Regions from separate parts of the Ovis aries genome. Here region 1 is linked to region 2. Evidence: chromatin contacts called from public Hi-C data. All regions are on one chromosome and are shown on one strand. The core of a region is the stretch at or near the end of the contact, and the rest is flanking DNA. Distances in the headings are between cores, read along the strand shown.

Evidence for each region. A called contact is a pair of places that touch in the nucleus more often than the background predicts.
Region 1: a contact with region 2 is called in a Hi-C map of liver, with 5 times the contacts expected there. The contact joins two enhancer-like sites. A contact is called at or near these places in 9 of 16 Hi-C or Micro-C datasets (blood, liver, mesenteric adipose tissue and 3 more).

Annotation. Positions count from the first base shown.
Region 1 is chr10:55,242,438-55,246,893 of ARS-UI_Ramb_v3.0, reverse strand. All of the region lies in intron 4 of NDFIP2 (Nedd4 family interacting protein 2), which reads right to left. Among named protein-coding and RNA genes, the nearest start is that of NDFIP2, 53 kb to the right of the region's middle. Within about 2 kb of position 3,138, at least 1 of the 54 cell types and tissues checked has an H3K27ac peak or open chromatin away from gene starts, as enhancers often do.
Region 2 is chr10:55,151,552-55,156,372 of ARS-UI_Ramb_v3.0, reverse strand. No RefSeq gene overlaps it. Among named protein-coding and RNA genes, the nearest start is that of RBM26, 34 kb to the right of the region's middle. Within about 2 kb of position 2,617, at least 7 of the 54 cell types and tissues checked have an H3K27ac peak or open chromatin away from gene starts, as enhancers often do.

The DNA of each region.
Region 1 (4,456 bases), core at 1,889-4,388, 90 kb before region 2:
AAAATAACTGACCAGGACTCTACAGAAGAATCAAAATTGTTACAAAACAAAAACAGACTAAGAAACTGTTCTGGATTGAGGCAGATGATGGAAACACAGAGGCTAATGACTTCCCTGGTAGCTCAGACGGTCTGCCTACAATGCGGGAGACCTGGGTTCAATCCCTGGGTCGGGAAGGTCTCCTGGAGAAGGAAATGGCAACCCATTCCAGGATTCTTGCCTGGAAAATCCCATGGACAGAGCAGCCTGGTAGGCTACAGTCCATGGGGTTGCAAAGAGTCGGACACAACTGAGCAACTTCACTTCACAATACAATGCGTAATCCCAAAACAGATGCTAGACCAAGAAAAAGACATCCGTGGGACAGCTGGGAAAATCTGAAAAAGGTCTACAAACTAGTCAGTGTTATTTCATGATGTTAATTTAACTTCTCAGCGTTGATCACTAAAGTTATGTATGTTAACACTTGGAAAAGCTGGATGAAAGCTATATGCCAATTGTACTGTTTCTGCATTTTTCTTCCTAAATTTGAAATTATTTCAAAAATGAAAAGTTTAAAATGTTTAAATTTTAAACAATTTGATACTTGCTCTAAAAACAAGTGAATATTACAAATGAATGAACACCAATATAATACTGACATTAAGCACTTACTAATTTTATCAAAGAAAAATCCTCATTATATATAAATGCACCACATTTCAAATACAGTAAATTCCCAAAGAATAATCGATTTTACTATACTTGATTCTGAACTGCATAAAGGCAAATTTCTGTCTTATCCTCATGCAATTCTCTTTATTTAAACTATCAACAGTTGAGAAAAACATGAAGCTAACAACGTATTAATTTTCAGCCATTTCCATTAAACTACAAGCAACGAAATGACCAAAAAATTATTTTCCTTATAAACAGAATAAATTCAATAAAATTTAATACTTCACAAATATTATGAGTTTCTTAAGGTACAGTTACAACTCTTAGATATCTCCCTTTTCTGGATACAATTACAATACGTGAGCCCAAAGCTATATAAAAACCTAGCTCTATATGAAGAGTAAGTCACTGATGCCTAACAAGGCAATCAATGCGTGGTACCAAGATAACCTCTCTAAGAACTGTCGCCTATATGACTCATCCATGGTAGGTACTTGAAAGTACTTACTGAATAAAGATGTTCAATATCACTAATCATTGGGGAAATGCAAATTAGACCACAACTAGATACCACCACACAACTATTAAATTTCTAAAATTTTTTAAACTCTTCAGTACCCCCTGGTGGTGCAGAGGTTAAAGCGTCTGCCTGCAATGTGGGAGACCTGGGTTCAATCCCTGGGTCAGGAAGATACCCTGGAGAAGGAAATAGCAACCCACTCCAGTATTCTTGCCTGGAGAATCCCATGGACAGAGGAGCATGGTGGGCTACAGTCCATGGGTCGCAAAGAGTCAGACATGACTGAGCAACTTCACTTCACTTCACCAAATGCTGATGAGGATGGAGCAATAGGAACACTCATTCACCGCTGGCGGGAATGCAGAATGGAACTGGAAGAATTTCTTACAAATCAGAATTCACATTTCAAAACACCTTTCTAATTCTTTTTAAACTTACTTGAAAGTGAAAGTGAAGTAGCCCAGCCGTGTGCGACTCTTTGCAATCCCATAGACGGTAGCTTGCCAGGCTCCTCCATCCATGGGATTTTCCAGGCAAGGATACTGGAGTGGGTTGCCATTTCCTTCTCCAGGGGATCCTCATGATCCAGTGGTTGAACCCGGGTCTCCAGCACTGCAGGCAGACTCTTTACCGTCTGAGCCACCAGGGAAGCCCAAATTACGAACAACCTAGTATCTCTTTAACCATGTTTCCCTCAAGTCTAAAATGGGAATAATGCAAGTGATTAATTATTATGACAGCATGCTGATATGAAGACTCACACATGGTACAAAAGGATAAACCTCAGAAGAGTTTTCTAAGCAGAATACAGATTATGTTTTTAAGCACTAGAGTTCAAGGTAATTTCCACAGAATGTCACTTATCCAATGAACCAAACTTTAATTTCTAGCTTTTAACTAACAGAAGTATACCTGACTTCTATTTCATTCCCTTTGAGAGAAAGTCTGTTAAAAATCGGCTCAGACATAAGGAATAGTGAAGTCGCTCAGTCGTGTCAGACTCTTTGAGACCCCATGGACTGTATATAGCCTACCAGGCTTCTCCATCCATGGGACTCTCCAGGCAAAAATACTAGAGTGGGTTACCATTTCCTTCTCCAGGGGATCTTCCTGACCCAGGGATCGAACTCAGGTCTCCCGCATTGGAGGCAGACGCTTTAACCTCTGAGCCACCAGGGAAGCCCCGGTGACACAAGGAGATAAGGCATATATAAGGCATTTTGGAGGATGCCTTATATAATCCTTCAAAGGATTTACAAGAAGCAAAGCATCATCAGGGGATATACACATTTCTTTCTTTACATTTTCTGAACATGAGCAAGCAACTATCTTACCAAATTTATGTGTAAACTTTAAGGTAACATGTAGGAAGAGACTGAATTGTGGATGGTGAAAACAGAGAAAGTAAAATTAAACCAACAAAAGGTTTAAATTGAAATATTCTTACTGAAAATCACTACAGTTTTATTTGTACAACTTATATAATCTGAAATGTTTAAATTATAAACCATGTTAAAGAAAATCTATTTCCAGACCTTAGACAGCAGAAGAGAATCTAAACAACAGCTTGTTGCTGTTTAGTCGCTAAGTCATGCTCAACTAGCTGCTGCTGCTGCTGCTAAGTCGCTTCAGTGGTGTCCGACTCTGTGCGACCCCATAGACGGCAGCCTACCAGGCTCCTCTGTCCCTGGGATTCTCCAGGCAAGAATACTGGAGTGGGTTGTCATGTTCTTTTCCAGTGCATGAAAGTGAAAAGTGAAAGTAAAGTTGCTCAGTCATGTCTGACTCTTCGCGACCTCAGGGACTGTAGCCTACTAGGCACCTCTGTCTGTGGGATATTCCAGGCAAGAGTACTGGAGTGGGGTAATGGAATACCCGAGTAGCTAGCCCTTGCATGGCTACTGTATTGCTTACTACGTGGAAAATGTAGCACGTTGCAATTTGTAGATAGCCACTAGATGGCAGTGACTACAAATAAATCTGAAGCACTGGCCTATAGCCTTTACCCAAAGAAATGTATCCCTAAATGAAGGTGACAATTTATATAATCTTACTCTTATAATATCAGTGCAATATTTGTCTACAAAGGTTCCTATTCTAATAGGAAGCATAAAGATATAAATTGTAGAAACTTAATTTAATAAAACTGTAATAATAAGCAGATAATTCACATTAACACATTAAATGTAAACATTTACATTCATATCAATTAATATACCACCACTGACCAAAAACAGAGGCAACCAAGTGCCTAGATTACTGTGCATTTACAACACTGGTGTATCAGTAAAATGCTTTCAGACGTAAAAACACAGATTGAGAAGAAGATAGCACAGTTAAGTGAAATACAGAAACGCAGAGATGATAACTAAGCTAGAGTCAAATAATTAGATGGTGTCAAATAACATGTTTTTATTTCTAAGAAAGAGGTATTTATACTACAAATAACTACAATAAATTTAAATTCTTCCTTTACCAATTAAGATTTCTTAAAAGACAACCATGAAAGGAATTAATGTTTACGCTACTCTTTTTGTAAAGAAAATATGTGGGAATCCTGTTATTAATATAAAGAATTACCAGTTGAACTAAGAAAAAAGTTAAGGTTTATAGTACAATAGTACTAATAGACTAATAGAACAAAGAAGAATTATTTTGCAGCCAAAGTGTGACTTTCCTTTTCATCATATAAGCATGTGTGCATTAGCCACTCAGTCGCGTCCAACTCTTTGCAGCCCATGGACTGTAGTCCACCAGGCTCCTCTGTCCATGAAAGTCTCCAGGCAAGAATACTGGAGTGGGGCAGCTGTTCCCTTCCAGGGGATCTTCCCAACCCAGGGATCAAACCCAGGGCTCCTGTATCGCAGGCAGATTCTTTACCGTTTGAGCCACCAGGGAAGTCCCTTACTTAACATATCTAATGACAAATTGTAACGAAAACCACAAGATATAAATATTACATACACATTATCTGATTGCCAACCTGCATATAATTTAGTAAATTTGAAGAGGAAAATATAACTGCCTGCATATCCATCCACATACTTCTGATACTTCTATTCTTCAGCAGATGAAATGAAAGAAAGAAAAGAAGCAAGAAACCATTTCAAAATGGAGGAAAAGGTAACTGAATTTTTAGACTCAGAAGTAACTCAACTCGGGAAGTATGTATTTTCTATACTGCCTATTATTAAAGTTGAATGTGGTACTTTAAGTAAAACAATTCCTCAGTTTTATTATCAAAATTAACTATACAGTTGAAATACATTAAGTCAATAT
Region 2 (4,821 bases), core at 1,368-3,867:
TACCTATGGGAGGAGATTAGGAAGGATTCCCAGAAAAGGCAATGCATGAGATGGATCTCAGAGAAGCACAGAACAGTACAGGTAGACAAGGCAGGATAAGAAAGGCCAAGAAATGTGAATAAGAACTTGCCTTTGTATTTGTGGTGCTTGAGGGACTGTGAAAGATGGATTCAGAGCAGGAGTAAAATAAAGATTACATCACATTCAGAAGAGATAAGAGGATTATGCTACAAATTTCTTAAACGGTTGATCCCACAGAAGATTTTAAATTGGATTATTAAAGATTGCTTCATGCCCTTCTAGTTTCCAGCATGGATTCACTTGAAAAGATCAATACATCCTAAACTCATCTCTCCAAATCCCATGCATACCATTCATTACTGGCAGTAGAGAAATTTGTCTGTGGGCTTAAAAGAGGGGGAGAGGAGGGAAGGAGAAGAGGGGCACTGGCTGAAGGGCTGAAATGAATTTAGAATAACCTAACCTGCAATGGGCAGAGAAGGCAATGGCAACCCACTCCAGTGCTCTTGCCTGGAAAATCCCATGGATGGAGGAGCCTGGTAGGCTGCAGTCCATGGGGTCACTAAGAGTTCGGCACTACTGAGCAACTTCACTTTCACTTTTCACTTTCATGCATTGGAGAAGGAAATGGCAACCCACTCTAGTATTCTTGCCTGGAGAATCCCAGGGACAGGGGAGCCTACTGGGCTGCCGTCTATGGGGTCCCACAGAGTCGGACACGACTGAAGCGACTTAGCAGCAGTAGCAACCTGCAGTGGGAAGGCTCTGGCAATAGGAGACGTTAAAGCCAGATGATTAAGGAAACAAAAAGAGAGAAAAAAAAAAAAGTGCCAAGTTTTAAAAATGTCAGATCAAGTGTTGGGCTTCCTAGGTGACTCAGTGATAAAGAAAGTGCCTGCCAATGCAGAAGACACAGGTTCGATCCCTGGGTTCAGAAAATCCCCCGGAGAAGGAAATGGCAACCCACCCTAGTATTCTTGCCTGGGAAACCCCAAGGACAGAGGAGCTTGACAGGCTACAGTCCATGGGGACACAACCTAGCAACTAAACAACAAAGATGAAGAGGTACAGAAATTGCACCAAAACATGAATCTCAGGATACTAACATGTGAACAGTTTGGGATTAAATCAGAGGAAAGGGAGAGAAATATGATTAACAATGGGAGAAAATAGGAAGTAAGTCCTGAGTTGTTGTTCGGTTGCTCAGTCATGTCCAACTCTCTGCGACCCCTTGGCCTGCAGCATGCCAGGCTTCCCTGTCCTTCACTGTCTCCTGGAGCTTGCTCAAACTCATGTCCATTGAGTCAATGTTGCCATCCAACCATCTTATCCTTTGTTGCTCCCTTCTCTTACTGCACATGAGAATGGGTTAGAAATGCAGATCCCCAGTTCATGCCCCAGATGTATTGAATCAGAAACTCTGACTGGGATCCAGCAATCTGTGTCTTAACAAGCCCACCAGGTGATACTGGACCAATTAAAGCTTCAGAAACACTTTCCTGGAATGTCAGCTAGAGTTCACAGCTTGCTTTAATGGGAGCAGGGAACTCAGCCTAATTTCAGGGCCCAGTTTGTCTTGACTGTTAGATATTAAAGGTTTTTTCTTTAAAAAAGCTATCCCCAGTTTTTGCATTGCGTTTTAGATTTCAAGATCAGTCACAAACTGTTTTGTTAAAAGGATCTGCCGCAGAGAATGTCATTTTTTTCTAACCACTGAGAGTTACAATGAGCTTTTTATAGCGCTGAAAATAAAAGACCTAAAAAGAGAAAACTTAGTGAACTTGCTGCTGACTCATTTGTACCAACTGATACAATTTATGAACCATCATCAATTTTCACTCTAGTTATTATATAGTGACTCTAGGCAATTATTTACAACAATGCTTCACAGAACTTTAACACTTAGTCAAGCACAAAGGTTCCTATTGTGTATTTCATAATAGATAACATCAGGTTCCATAGCATATCCTCTTCATTTTGGGGACAGGAGCTTAGAGAACAGAAAGTACTCTGTAAAACAAAATGTAATCTATTTTAGGACATTCATTCCTACCTTAGTAAATCCAATGAGCAAAAGGCAATTTACTTGATGAAAAAAATAAATGATTTTCTTCTCAATGGGTTTATGAGTCAGGGTCTAGCTGTGAGACAGAAACCACACCAATTATTTAAACAGGAAAAGTTCAATGTAAAGAATTGTTAGATAATAGAAAGTGGTCGACTACTAAACTGAGTAAAAGGAGTCCAGCAATGTTGGATGCAAAAAAAAAATAAAGCTAATATCTGTAAGCTGTGAAAACAGACAGTAAAGGAACTAAGTACCGAGAGATCTTCCCCTACCCCCAACTGCCACCACTCCAGGCTAAGATTTGAGCCTTTTCAGAGAGAAGGCAGGTACTATAGTGGCACAGCCTGCCATGCAGCCCAATAAGTGGTCTGAGTACAGGCTGGCACTGGTCTGTGGAAGGACCCCACCATTGCTGGAGGTGGTGAGGGGCTGGAAGTGATACATCATTTGCCAGAAGGTGAAAGCAGGTCAGAGCAGAGCTGTTCAGGCATGTGGTAGGGAGATCACGGCCTCGAGATATGACTGAGCTTCTCTGCACAGTAGGCTAGGAAGGAAAGGAAGGGAAGTGCCCTACTAAGGCTATTGCCTAGAGGGGCACACCAGCGCCCCCTACTGGCAAACTCTAACATTCCCTTTATTGTTGTTCAGTCGCTAAGTCATGTCTGACTCTTTGTGACCCCCTGGGGGTCACTGTACCCCATAGGGTCCTCTATCCATCAAATTCTCCAGGCAAGAATACTGGAGTGGGTAGCCTTTCTCTTCTCCGGCGATCTCCCCAACCCAGGTATCGAACCTGGGTCTCCCACATTGCAGGCAGATTCTTTACCATCTGAGCCATCAAGTAATGAACCTCAAAGAATTTCCTGGATCCCAGATATAGTATTCTTTGCCTCTATGTGTGGTAGCAACTCAACTTCCCTTGAGGAATTGAGATCACTTATACCAGCCAGTTGAGTGCCTTTTTTTTCTTCCTGTCTCCTTTGAATGACAAGGTGGAAATCTTATCTTTCAATCCAATAGAATCATTATTTTGTCTTCTGGTAGAATCATTCTTTCCTGAGAACTAAGACTCCCAAACCAGTGGGGCTGAAAACTGCTAGCACAGAAAGTAAAGATTCTGTAAGTGGGTTACTAGGCAGACCAGAGAGAGAAGCTGCTCCTGCTTCTACCTCGTGGTCTCTACTACTATGTAGGGGAGTAGAGTCCCATACAAGTCTCTGATTCAAAGTATTTGGATAAATGTATTCCCTAAGACAGACTCCTTGTCTTCAAGGTAGTTTTTTTCTCCCAAACTGGAACTATAATTGAATTTTTGGTGGATTGGCCAAAAAGTTCATTCAGATTTTTCCATAACATCCTATGAAAACACCCATACAAACTCTTTGGCCAGCCCAATACATGTACTAATCAGTTAGGCCAACTGCTTCTAGGCCTCTGGCTTCACACATTTTCCTAAAAGAGAGGACTTTTTAAATGTTTGTTTTTAGAGCAAAAAGTGAGAATGGCTTAGATCAAGTGTGGCTTGAACCATAGTAGAACATTTGACAAATGCTGTGAAACATTTAGGGAAATACAGATTAAATGGATGGTTTGGATTAGAAAATAGTTGAACACCCATTTTCAAAAGATTCGCTGGTCAGTGTTACCTGAGAAGGACAGGTCTAATGTATCAATAGAGAAGAGTATTCTTGGCCCACTACTGTATCACACAGTGGTAAGTGGCATGGATCATGATATGATTAGAGTGGGTATGACTGGAGATTTATTTCAACAAACCTATGATGAAATAAAACTGGAAGGGATATAGAATAAATTGAATGAGTTAGGATATTAAAATATTTAGACCCTAAATTTGGGACTTAATTTAACAAGATTAAATACTAGTAAGCTCTTGTGGAGATATACAACCTGATACTGAAGTTCATATAGAAAAATAAACAGCAAGAGTAGCCAGGAACCCCTGAAAAAGGAAACAGTAGCAGGGAGCTAGCCCTGCGTGCACGCATGCTAAGTCACTGCAGTCATGCCTGACTCTGTGAGATTCCATGGACTGCAGCCCACCAGGCTCCTCTGTCCATGGAATTCTCCAGGCAAGAATACTGGAGTGGCTTGCCGTGCACTCCTCCAGGGGATCTTCCCGACCTAGGGACTGAACCTGCATCTCTTCCATCTCCTGCTTTGGCAGGCAAATTCTTTACCACTAGTGCCACCTGGGAACCCCAGGAATTAGCCCTACCAATTATTAAAACATAGTGCATACAAATCCATCATAATTAAAGCAATGTGGGACTGGCACGTGAATAGACAAACAAGCCAGTGAAATATAACAGACTAGCCAAAATTAGATCCAAATATTTATGAAAATTTAGTACATGAGAAAGGTGCTTATTCAAATCTCTGGGTTAAAGATAGACTTTTTAGTATGTGGTGCTGGGACAACTGTTTGTAGAAAGATAAAATTAGATTAATATCTCACACATAAACAAAAACAAACTCCAAATAAATTAGGAATTTATGCATAAATTTTAAAAAAACATGAAAGTACTAAAGGGAAAATAGATGAAGTCCTCTTCAACCTCCATGCAATGAAAGACTTTCAAATCATGACTCAAAATCCAAAAGCAATAAGAAAATAATAAATTTGACTACATAAATTTTAAAATTTTGTATGACAAGAAAACCATAGAAAAAGTCAAAGTATAATTGAAAGTTGGGAGAAATGTTGATACATA